2 separate regions of the Pan troglodytes genome follow, and region 1 is linked to region 2. The links are chromatin contacts, called in public HiChIP or PLAC-seq maps. All regions are on one chromosome and are shown on one strand. The core of a region is the stretch at or near the end of the contact, and the rest is flanking DNA. Distances in the headings are between cores, read along the strand shown.

What was found. HiChIP or PLAC-seq counts read pairs in DNA pulled down with a chosen protein or histone mark.
Region 1: an H3K4me3 HiChIP or PLAC-seq map of stem cell-derived excitatory neurons shows a contact between it and region 2, with 4 times the contacts expected there. The contact joins the promoter of SGSM2 here to the promoter of PRPF8 in region 2. A contact is called at or near these places in 1 of 7 Hi-C or Micro-C datasets (induced pluripotent stem cells) and 1 of 1 datasets of contacts at active chromatin or transcription factors (stem cell-derived excitatory neurons).

The regions. Positions count from the first base shown.
Region 1 is chr19:12,829,155-12,833,813 of NHGRI_mPanTro3-v2.0_pri, reverse strand. SGSM2 (small G protein signaling modulator 2) reads right to left here and starts at 2,140. Exons shown (of 24, transcript XM_511260.8): 1 at 2,003-2,140. The coding sequence starts at 2,059. It overlaps TSR1 (TSR1 ribosome maturation factor), which reads left to right and starts at 2,232. Exons shown (of 15, transcript XM_003315291.6): 1 at 2,232-3,417; 2 at 3,611-3,714; 3 at 4,021-4,240; 4 at 4,355-4,489. The coding sequence starts at 3,321.
Region 2 is chr19:12,166,153-12,171,428 of NHGRI_mPanTro3-v2.0_pri, reverse strand. PRPF8 (pre-mRNA processing factor 8) reads left to right here and starts at 3,186. Exons shown (of 43, transcript XM_016931138.4): 1 at 3,186-3,328; 2 at 3,526-3,636; 3 at 4,406-4,574. The coding sequence starts at 3,537.

The DNA.
Region 1 (4,659 bases), core at 891-3,390, 660 kb before region 2:
GGAGTGTTGCTCTGTCGCCCAGGCTGGAGTGCAGTGGCGCGATCTGGGCTCACTGCAAGCTCTGCCTCCCGGGTTCATGCCATTCTCCTGCCTCCCAAGTAGCTGGGACTACATTCGCCCGCCACCACGCCCAGCTAATTTTTTGTAGAGAGAGGTTTCACCGTGTTAGCCAGGATGGTCTCGATCTCCTGACCTCGTGATCCGCCCGCCCCAGCCTCCCAAAGTGCTAGGATTACAGTCGTGAGCCACCATGCCCAGCTTTCTTTTTTAGACGGAGACTTGCTCTGTCGCCCAGGCTAGACTTCAATGGTTCGATCTTGGCTCACTGCAACCACACCTCCTGGGTTCAAGCGATTCTCCTGCCACAGCCTCCCGAGTAGCTGGGATTACAGGTGCCCACCACTGTGCCTGGCTAATTTTTGTATTTTTTTTTTTTCAGTAGAGATGGGGTTTCACCATCTTGGCCAGGCTGGTCTGGAACTCCTGACCTCGTGATCTACCCGCCTCAGCCTCCCAAAGTGCTGGGATTACAGGCGTAAGCCACCGCGCCTGTCCGCTTTCCAGGATGTTATGAGAGCCCAGACGCTTCCCCAACCCTGAAACTCTAATTAGGGCTCAGCTAAGGTAAACTTTTTTTTTTTTTTTGAGACGGAGTCTCACTCTGTCGCCCAGGCTGGAGTGCAGTGGCACAATATCGGCTCACTGCAATCTCCACCTCCCAGGTTCCAGCGATTCTCCTGCCTCAGTCTCCCGGGTAGCTGGGATTACAGGCACGCACCACCACCCCTGGCTTATTTTGGTATTTTTAGTAGAGACGGGGTTTCACTATATTGGCCAGGCTGGTCTCGAACTCCTGAGCTCAGGTGATCCACCCGCCTAGGCCTCCGAACGTGCTGGGATTACAGGCGTGAGGTAACTTTTATATATATATATATATATGGGAGACGGCATAGAGAGGAAGAAATCTAGACTCATAGAAGTTAAGTAACTCACTCAAGGTCACACAGAACTAGGTCCAGACTATTCCAAAATGTATGCTTTCCAAACACCAGGCCTCGAAGTCTCCAAAATCAGCACATTTATTTACCAAACAGTCACGGAGTGCCTACAGTATGCCAGGCACTGGATACAAGGCAGTGGACGAAACAGAGGGTCTCCTGCCCTGGTGGAGTTTACTTACCAGGCAGACAACAGCCACAGAGGCAGGCAGGGGAAGGAGGCCCAATGTATTCTAAGCTGCGCTGTGGGTTGGAGCTCTCCAGCTCTCATATGGGAGTGAGTCATTCACATGGTCACTGCCCCCCACCCGAAATGGAAATGGGCTTTTGGGCAGGGTCAAGGTAAACGGAGTTAGTAGAGGGAAGGACTGCTTCTCTTTCTGAAGTAGGGGGGCTTCCCTCAAAAGGGAAAAACTTCCGAGTGTTAAAAACCATTCCAAACAAGCCCCTGGTCCCTGGCTAAGGAGGTGGGCGTGGAGGGAGAAACTGAGGTGTGCGGCGCACTCCTCCGGCAGCGAGCACTCCGTAGCTGGAGGCACAGCGGACGTCGGACAAGGGGGAGCTCAGCCCGCACGACACCCACTTAGGACGTGGGGAAGCTCGGCCCGCACGACACCCACCTGCGCCGCGGGAGCTCGCGCGGGGCCCCGCCCCCTCCCCTGGCGGCGCGGGCACTGAATGGGCAGCTCCGGATCCAGCCATCCCCGCCATTGCCGCCACCCCTCCCCCGGCCTCGGGCTCCCAGCGCCGCTGCCGTCACTGGGCGGGGAGCTGCGGGGCTGCGAAGCAAACAAGCCGGGAGCGCCGGCCGGGTCCCCCGGGCAGAGGGGCGCTGCCCTCCCCCATCCGAGAAAGGGGAAGGAGGCGCAGCCCGTCCAGGACCCGCCCCGCCCGGCCCAGGTTCGGCCCGCGTGCCCGCGCCGGGGGGTGGGCGCGGACCTTTCTGCCCCCTGGGCCGCGCGGGCCAGGGCGCGAGCCCCCCGGGGTTCTTGACTCGACTTTACCTCCTTCTTCACGTTCCACAGCAGTTTCTCTTTGACTGCGTCCTCTGCGCTGCCCATGGTGTGGCAGGAGGCGGCGCCGAGCGGTCCTCAGAGCCCCCGCGCCCTCGCCGCCTCCGCGCCTCTCGGCTCAGCGCCCCACGCGCAAGGCGGAGCCCCCGCCCGCCGCGCTCCCGGCCCGCCGCCGCCGCCGCCGCCGCAGCCACTGCCCGGTGCTCGGCTCCGCAGCCATCTTCCGAGCCCCGCACAGACGTCAGGCGGCAGGCCCGGCCCCTTCCCACAGCCGGAGGGGGGTTGCGCACAGCGACGGGGGATCGGGGCGGGGAGAGGCCGTGCGCGCCTAGGGGCGGCAGACCCGGGCGCGCGCCACGGGGGTCGCTGTCATGGCAACGCACCCGCTCCCGCATGGAGGGCGCCAAGCCGCATTGTGAGCGCTGGCCCTGGAGCCCGCGGCCCCGCGGCTAAGAGCGAGCCTCGGTCCCGCTGAAGCTCCCCTGACTTCTGCCTGCTCCCTCTCCCGACGGGACGGAAGGGGCCGGGGCTCGGGCATGGGGTCCCCTGCGGTCCGAGCCTGCCCACGGCGAAGCCGGTGCAGCCTGGCCCCGTGACCCCTCTGAATCCCCGTCCGGCCGTCGCCGTGCAGTTGTCAAGTTTCTGGGAAGATTAGTGGGAGCGCAGCCGCCCGAGCCCGACGGCCGGAGGGTCGCGGCCAGTCCCCCTTGCCGGGTCGCCACGTCCCACAAGGTCCTTCCCGGCCGCTCCGTGGGAGGCGGGGCGCAGGTTGGAGTAACAGGGACGGGCTTGAGCTGGTACGGAACCGGGCAAGGTGAGAGAAGTGTCTTCCACGCGATTCCCAAGCCTCGCTAGGGAATCGAGGGAGAAGAAAGGTTGCTCAGAGTGATAAAGAACATGCCGTTGCAAACGGAAGAGCAAAGTGCCCGAATCTAGGTGACAGGAAGGGCTTAGGCCTTTTCGGCACGAATGGAGCCTTCCAGTCAACATGCTTCTATGTGATGCAGCTTTATAGCGCAAAAAAATGACAATGCAAGGGGTACAAACAGCCCTGCTGGACCAACAGCCCGAGGCTCGACAGTCTACATCCGGCGCCTTCAAGCCCCCAACCACACACTGCGAAGTGGGAAAAGTTCCCAGCGCGGATTGGCGAACCCGGTAACACGGCGCTCTCACGAGCTGCTGGAAAACGCCTTCGCGAGAGGGCGCAGGGAGTCCCGCCCCCTGGAGGGCCCGCCCCCTTGGAGGGGACCGGAAGCGCTTGTCCTGGCCCGGAAGCAGTGCTGACTCCGTACACGCGCGCTGCGGCATGGCGGCCCACCGCCCCGGCCCGCTCAAGCAGCAGAATAAAGCTCATAAAGGCGGACGGCATCGGGGTCGGGGATCTGCACAGCGGGACGGCAAGGGTAAGGAGATAACGTAGAAGGAATAAGGGCTATTTGGCCGTTATTAACTCTTTTTCCCCATGCCCAGACTGAGCTTCTGTCTCCCGTCTGGGCTCCACGCGAAAGGCCCTTTCTAAGGTGGGCGGAGAGGAGTCCCTTTTCTTGACCTTGTTGTGGGGCCGATCACACCAGCCCCTTCTAATCTGCCATTCAGGCCGTCTAGCACTGAAAACCCTAAGCAAGAAGGTGAGAAAAGAACTCAGCAGAGTCGACCAGAGGCATCGCGCCAGCCAGCTCCGAAAGCAGAAGAAGGAGGCGGTGAGAGGAGCGGGATTTGGGAGAATGCGGCTTCTCTGGTGTTCTAGGTGGCTAATGCCTCGAAGTGGAAAATGAGACCGGGAGGAGGGTCCAGGGACAGAGCATAGCCCTAGAGCACGTGTCGAGCGTGCAGGTCTAGCATTCTTTGCTTTGGTCAGAATTCCTGCCACCCCGCTGGCATACCTGTAGTCTTTTACTAGAGAGATGCTGGTTTTGGGTAGGGGGAGCATCTGTGGGAGTGGAAATGCAATGCTGGAGTGAAGTACTGAGACACTGAGATGTTCTCGGATATCTTTCTATTTTCAGGTTCTGGCAGAGAAGAGACAGCTGGGTGGCAAGGATGGCCCTCCTCATCAGGTACTGGTGGTGCCCCTGCACAGCAGAATTTCCCTGCCAGAAGCCATGCAGCTGCTTCAAGATAGGGACACTGGAACAGTACACTTGAATGAATTGGGAAACACCCAGAACTTTATGCTGCTATGCCCCCGCTTGAAACATCGGTGGTTTTTCACCTCAGCAAGGCCAGGTTAGAGTATACACCAATATTTTGTATTATGTTTGAGTAGTGGTATTTTTTTTTTTTTTTTAGCATAATGTGCTGGTGCCAACCACCTCTTCTTAGTGTGTCTTCTATCTGCAGGGGATCTGCACGTTGTGTTAGACATGGCTAAAGTAGCTGATACCATCCTGTTCCTCCTTGATCCACTAGAAGGCTGGGACAGCACCGGCGATTACTGTCTTTCCTGCCTCTTTGCTCAGGGCCTTCCGACCTATAGTAAGTGAGTTAGCATTTATTGTGCACCTTTAATTTGTCAGGCACTATGCCTGGCATTTGATACAGGAATACAAGTGATGGATCATATTCAGCTGGTGGCGGGATGTACACATATGGATTAAACTTGATCCATTGTTTACAGATTATCACTCAGGGTGTCTTTTTGTTTT
Region 2 (5,276 bases), core at 1,937-4,436:
TGAATTATACACATGAAAACAAGTGAACTTTATGGATTGCAATTTTTTATGTTTTATTTTTTTGAGGCAGAGTTTCGCTCTTGTTGCCCAGGCTGGAGTGCAATGGCGCGATCTCAGCTCACTGCAACCTCTGCCTCCAGATGCAAGCGATTCTTACGTCTCAGCCTCCCAAGTAGCTGGGATTACAGGCATGCGCCACCATACCCCGCTAATTTTTGTATTTTTAGTAGAGACAGAGTTTCACCATGTTGCTTAGGCTGGTCTCGAGCTCCTGACCTCAGGTGATCCGCCCGCCTCGACTTCCCAATGTGCTGGGATTACAGGCATGAGCCAGCATGGTGGCCATGGAGTGCAAATTTTATCTCAATAATGCTGTTTTGAAAATAGTACAGAGAGTTCTTGTGTACCCTTCACGTAGCTTGAGAACTTTTTATTTTATTTTATTTTTGAGCGAGAGTCTCACTCGGTCACCCAGGCTGGAGTGCAATTGCATGATCTCAGCTCACTACAATCTCCACCTCCGGGTGCAAGCGATTCTTATGTCTCAGCCTCCCAAGTAACTAGGATTACAGGCATGTGCCACCATGCCCCACTAATTTTTGTATTTTAGTAGAGACAGGTTTTCACCATGTTGGCTAGGCTGGTCTCGAATTCCTGACCTCAAATGATCCACCTGCCTCAGCCTCCCAAAGTGCTGGGATTACAGGCGTGAGCCACCACAGCTGCCCCCTGCCCACCCCCCAGAACTTGTTTTTTTTTTTTTTTTTGGAGACGGAGTCTTGCTCTGTCACCCAAGCTGAAGTGCAGTGGCCCGATCTTGGCTCACTGCAACCTCTGCCTACCGGGTTCACACCATTCTCCTGCCTCAGCCTCCCGAGTAGCTGGGACTACAGGCGCCCGCCACCATGCCCGGCTAATTTTTTGTATTTTTAGTAGAGACAGGGTTTCACCGTGTTAGCCAGGATGGTCTCGATCTCCTGACCTCGTGATCCGCCCTCCTCAGCCTCCCAAAGTGCTGGGATTACAGGAGTGAGCCACCACGCCCGGCCACAATACTCTTAATGAAACTACAGACCATAGTAGGATTTCACCAGGGCTTAGAGCAATGTCTGGCACATAGTGAACCTTACACAGGTGAAAGGACTTCACTACCATGGTGATGATGATGATGAGGATGATAATGATGATGTTGGACTTTCTAGCACAGCCAGATTGATATGGTGCCTATTTTCAGAGCATGCCATGTTAGTTTCTATTTCTAAACCTTTTTTGGCCTGGCACGGTGGCTCACGCCTGAAATCCCAGCAATTTGGGAGGCTGAGGTGGGCAGATTACTTGGGCTCAGTAGTTCGAGACCAGCCTGACCAACATGGAGAAACGCCATCTCTACGAAAAATACAAAATTAGCCGGGTGTGGTGGCACATGCCTGTAACCCCAGCTACTCAGGAGGCTGAGGCAGGAGAATCGCTTGAATCCTGGAGGCAGAGGTTGCAGTGAGCCGAGATTGTGACACTGCACTCCAGCCTGGGCGACAGAGCGAGACTCTGCCTCAAAAAACAAAAAACAAACCAAAACCCCCACTTTTTTTCTATGAAACCAGCCTCACTCTGTCACCCAGGCTGGAGTGCAGTGGTGCCATCATGATCCTCCCACCTCAGCCTCCCGAGTAGCTGGGACTACAGGCATGTACCACTATGCCTGGTTAATATTTTTATTATTTGTAGAGATGAGGGTCTCAGTATGTTGCCCAGGCTGGTCTTAAACTCATGAGTTTAACAAACCCTCTCGCCGCTGCCTCCCAACGTGCTAGGATATACAGGTATGAGTCACCGTGCCCGGCTTCTTTCTTAACTCTTTCTAGTAGTTCTACCACTTGGGATTACCTTTTTCCTTCCTCTCCATTTACCTTTATGAAATCCTCACATCCATCCATCTCCATCAAATCTTTAACAATTCTCCTCTGTCTTTTTTGACTGTAGGGACCTTCAGAACACCCAGCCCTTGCTGAAACTCCCCATTGCATTAAAAAATAGATTTCAGGCCGGGCATGGGGGCTCATGCCTGTAATCCCAGCATTCTGGGAGGGCCGAGGCAGGAGGATTTCGTAAGGTCAGGAGTTTGAGACCAGCCTGGCCAACATAGTGAAACCCTGTTTCTACTAAAAATACAAAACTTAGCCGGCAGTAGTGGCGCGTGCCTGTAATCCAGCTACTCTGGAGACTGAAGCAGGAGAATTGCTTGATCCTGGGAGGTGGAGGTTGTGGTGAATTGAGATCGCGCCATTGCACTCCGGTCTGGGCAACAGAGTGAGACCCTGTCTCAAAAAAACAAAAGGAATATTTAAAAAATTTTTACCGTTCTGAAAGCACATTGACATCCTTTGAATTTTTTTCTAATTATTTCACTTTGATTTGTAAATTCTCAACTAGATTCAGGGGCTGTATGGGTTACAATTCCTCTGCACCCTCCACGGAATTTCAGACTTTTTTTTTTCCCCCGAGACAGAGTCTCGCTCTGTCACCCAGGCTGGAGTGCAGTGGCGCGATCTTGGCTCACTGCAACCTCCCCCTCCCGGGTTCAAGCGATTCTCCTGCCTCAGCTTCCCGAGTAGCTGGGACTACAGGCGCCCGCCACCACGCCCGGCTAATTTTTGTATTTTTAGTAGAGACGGGGTTTCACCATGTTGGCCAGGCTGGCCTCGAACTTCTGGCTTTAAGTGATCCGCCTGCCTCGGCCTCCCAAAGTGCTGCGATTCCAGGCGTGAGCCACCGCGCCCGGCCAAGGTCTTAATTCTTGCCTGCCTTTCTGCTCCCCTGTGAACTCTACTGGTTGTCTTTTTTCCTGCTTTATCCCTCGTCCTTGGTAGACAGTGATGGTTAAATGAATGAATGCATGAACAAATGACTGTCCAGGAGCTAGTACTGCATTGCATGTACACATTGATGACAACAGACATCGTACAATGCGCAATCTTGGCAAATTTATTCAAACCCTTTAGACTTCGGTCTCTCACAGTGCGACGCCGGGAGCCCATCACGCTGAGGTCTGTCAGAGGCCCCAGAAACAGCCTCGGAAATGGAGGAGGCGGGGCTTCACCCCGACCACACCCCCTTGCGTTCAAAGCCTTTCCGCCTATGGGCCCGCCTCCTCGGCGCAGTGTGCAACTCTAATTGGTCGTCTCACTAATCCATCTGAGCACCTCGGCGCCGACTGGATCAACTGCTGAACTCGGGTTGCGCACTTCCCGGCGCTGGGAACGAGGAGCGGACGCAGACTGGCCGCCATTGCGCTGCGGGGAAAGCGGCCTCTTGTGTGAGGGCCTGTGAGGTGCGTGGCAGGCGTTTAAGGCCGGGCTGCGGGAGGCGTGGTCGGGTCGGGGCGAGTGACCGAAGGGGTTAGGCCGGGCGGGGCTGGATGCACTGTGTGGCGGGACTGCAGGCCGGGGTCCCCGGACGCCTTTCTGCTGCGCTTCTTGTGGGCCCGGGCCTGTGGTTAGTGAATTTTTTTATCCCGCCGCTCCCCAGATTCTCCGGATATGGCCGGAGTATTTCCTTATCGAGGGCCGGGTAACCCGGTGCCTGGCCCTCTAGCCCCGCTACCGGACTACATGTCGGAGGAGAAGCTGCAGGAGAAAGGTGAGGCGGGAGTGTGGAGCGGCGCGCGGGCCGGAGGCGGGGCGGGTGTGCGCGCGCGCAGGCGGGTGGGGACCCTCCCCGTTTGGGCAGCTCCTGAGGTGTCAGCTCCCTTGTTATTTCCAGTTAATTTTTCATCAAGTCATTTTAAGCGCGTATTATTTGCAAGCGCTGATCCAGCGGGGGTACAGTAGTGACGGAGACAAAATTCCTGTCCTTACGGGGTTTAAATTACAGCGGGAGAGATAGACAATAACAAAACCTCGAGGCTCTGTAATAAAAATGTCAGGCCGGGCGCGGTGGCTCACGCTTGTAATCCCAGCACTTTGGGAGGCCCAGGCGGGCGGATCACCTGAGGTCAGGAGTTCCAGACCAGCCTGGCCAACACAGTGAAACCTCGTCTCTACGAAAAATACAAAAATGAGTCGTGTGTGGTGGCGCGTCTCTATAATCCCAGCTACTGGGGAGGCTGAGGCAGGAGAATGGCTTGAACCCAGGAGGCGGAGGTTGCAGTGAGCCGACATCGCACCATTGCACTCCAGCCTGGGAGACAGAGCGAAACAACTCTCAAAAAAATAAAAAAAAAGTCAGATAGTGATCAATGTGATGAAAGGAAAAATAGAGTAAAATGGTAAGGGAATTGGCAAGGGGTGCTTCTTCCTGCTGGTGCCTGCTCCTCCCTCACACTCACTGACAGGAGCTTACCCTAGGGCAAGAGGTGAAGAGGATTAGGCGAGGGTGTGCAGGCCTTTAAACTGAGGTTCCTTTCCAGCTCGAAAATGGCAGCAATTGCAGGCCAAGCGCTATGCAGAAAAGCGGAAGTTTGGGTTTGTGGATGCCCAGAAGGAAGACATGCCCCCAGAACATGTCAGGAAGATCATTCGAGACCATGGAGACATGACCAACAGGAAGTTCCGCCATGACAAAAGGGTTTACTTGGGGTAAGGAACATCCTGAAATAATTTCATTTGGAATTTGTCCCTTTTCCCTTCTCCATGTCCCACAGTCTTGGATTGATGCTTTGACAGCTCATCTTGGTGGATATAAGAGAAAGGAGAAAACCATTAGGAGTCTCTGATAATTTCTACATCTTCCACTTTTGCAGTCTGTTTCCCCCTCTTCCCGATCTGGGACTGGTGCTTTAATTTGTCCTGTTGATGATGTTTTAAGATGTCCCTGGCCAGGCGCGGTGGCTCATGCCTGTAATCCCAGCACTTTGGGAGGCCGAGGCGGGTGGATCATGAGGTCAGGAGATCGAGACCATCCTGGCTAACACGGTGAAACCCCGTCTCTACTAAAAATACAAAAAATTAGCCGGGCGTGGTGGCAGGTGTCTGTAGTCCCAGCTACTTGGGAGGCTGAGGCAGGAGAATGGCGTGAACCTGGGAGGCGGAACTTGTAGTGAGCCGAGATCACGCCACTGCACTCTGGCCTGGGCGAAAGTACGAGACTCTGTCTCAAAAAAAAAAAAAAAATGAAAAATAAGATGTCCCTATGGTTGAGCTGGTTGAAGTCCAGAGTGGGATACTGTGCATAGTGGCAGCCTGTCGCTCCTCAGGGACCTGAATTCTGTGTTTGGGGTATTTAATTTCAGAGGTTTCCCTACTCCTGTTTTTTCTGTGGCTCTAAACTGGGCGAGTACA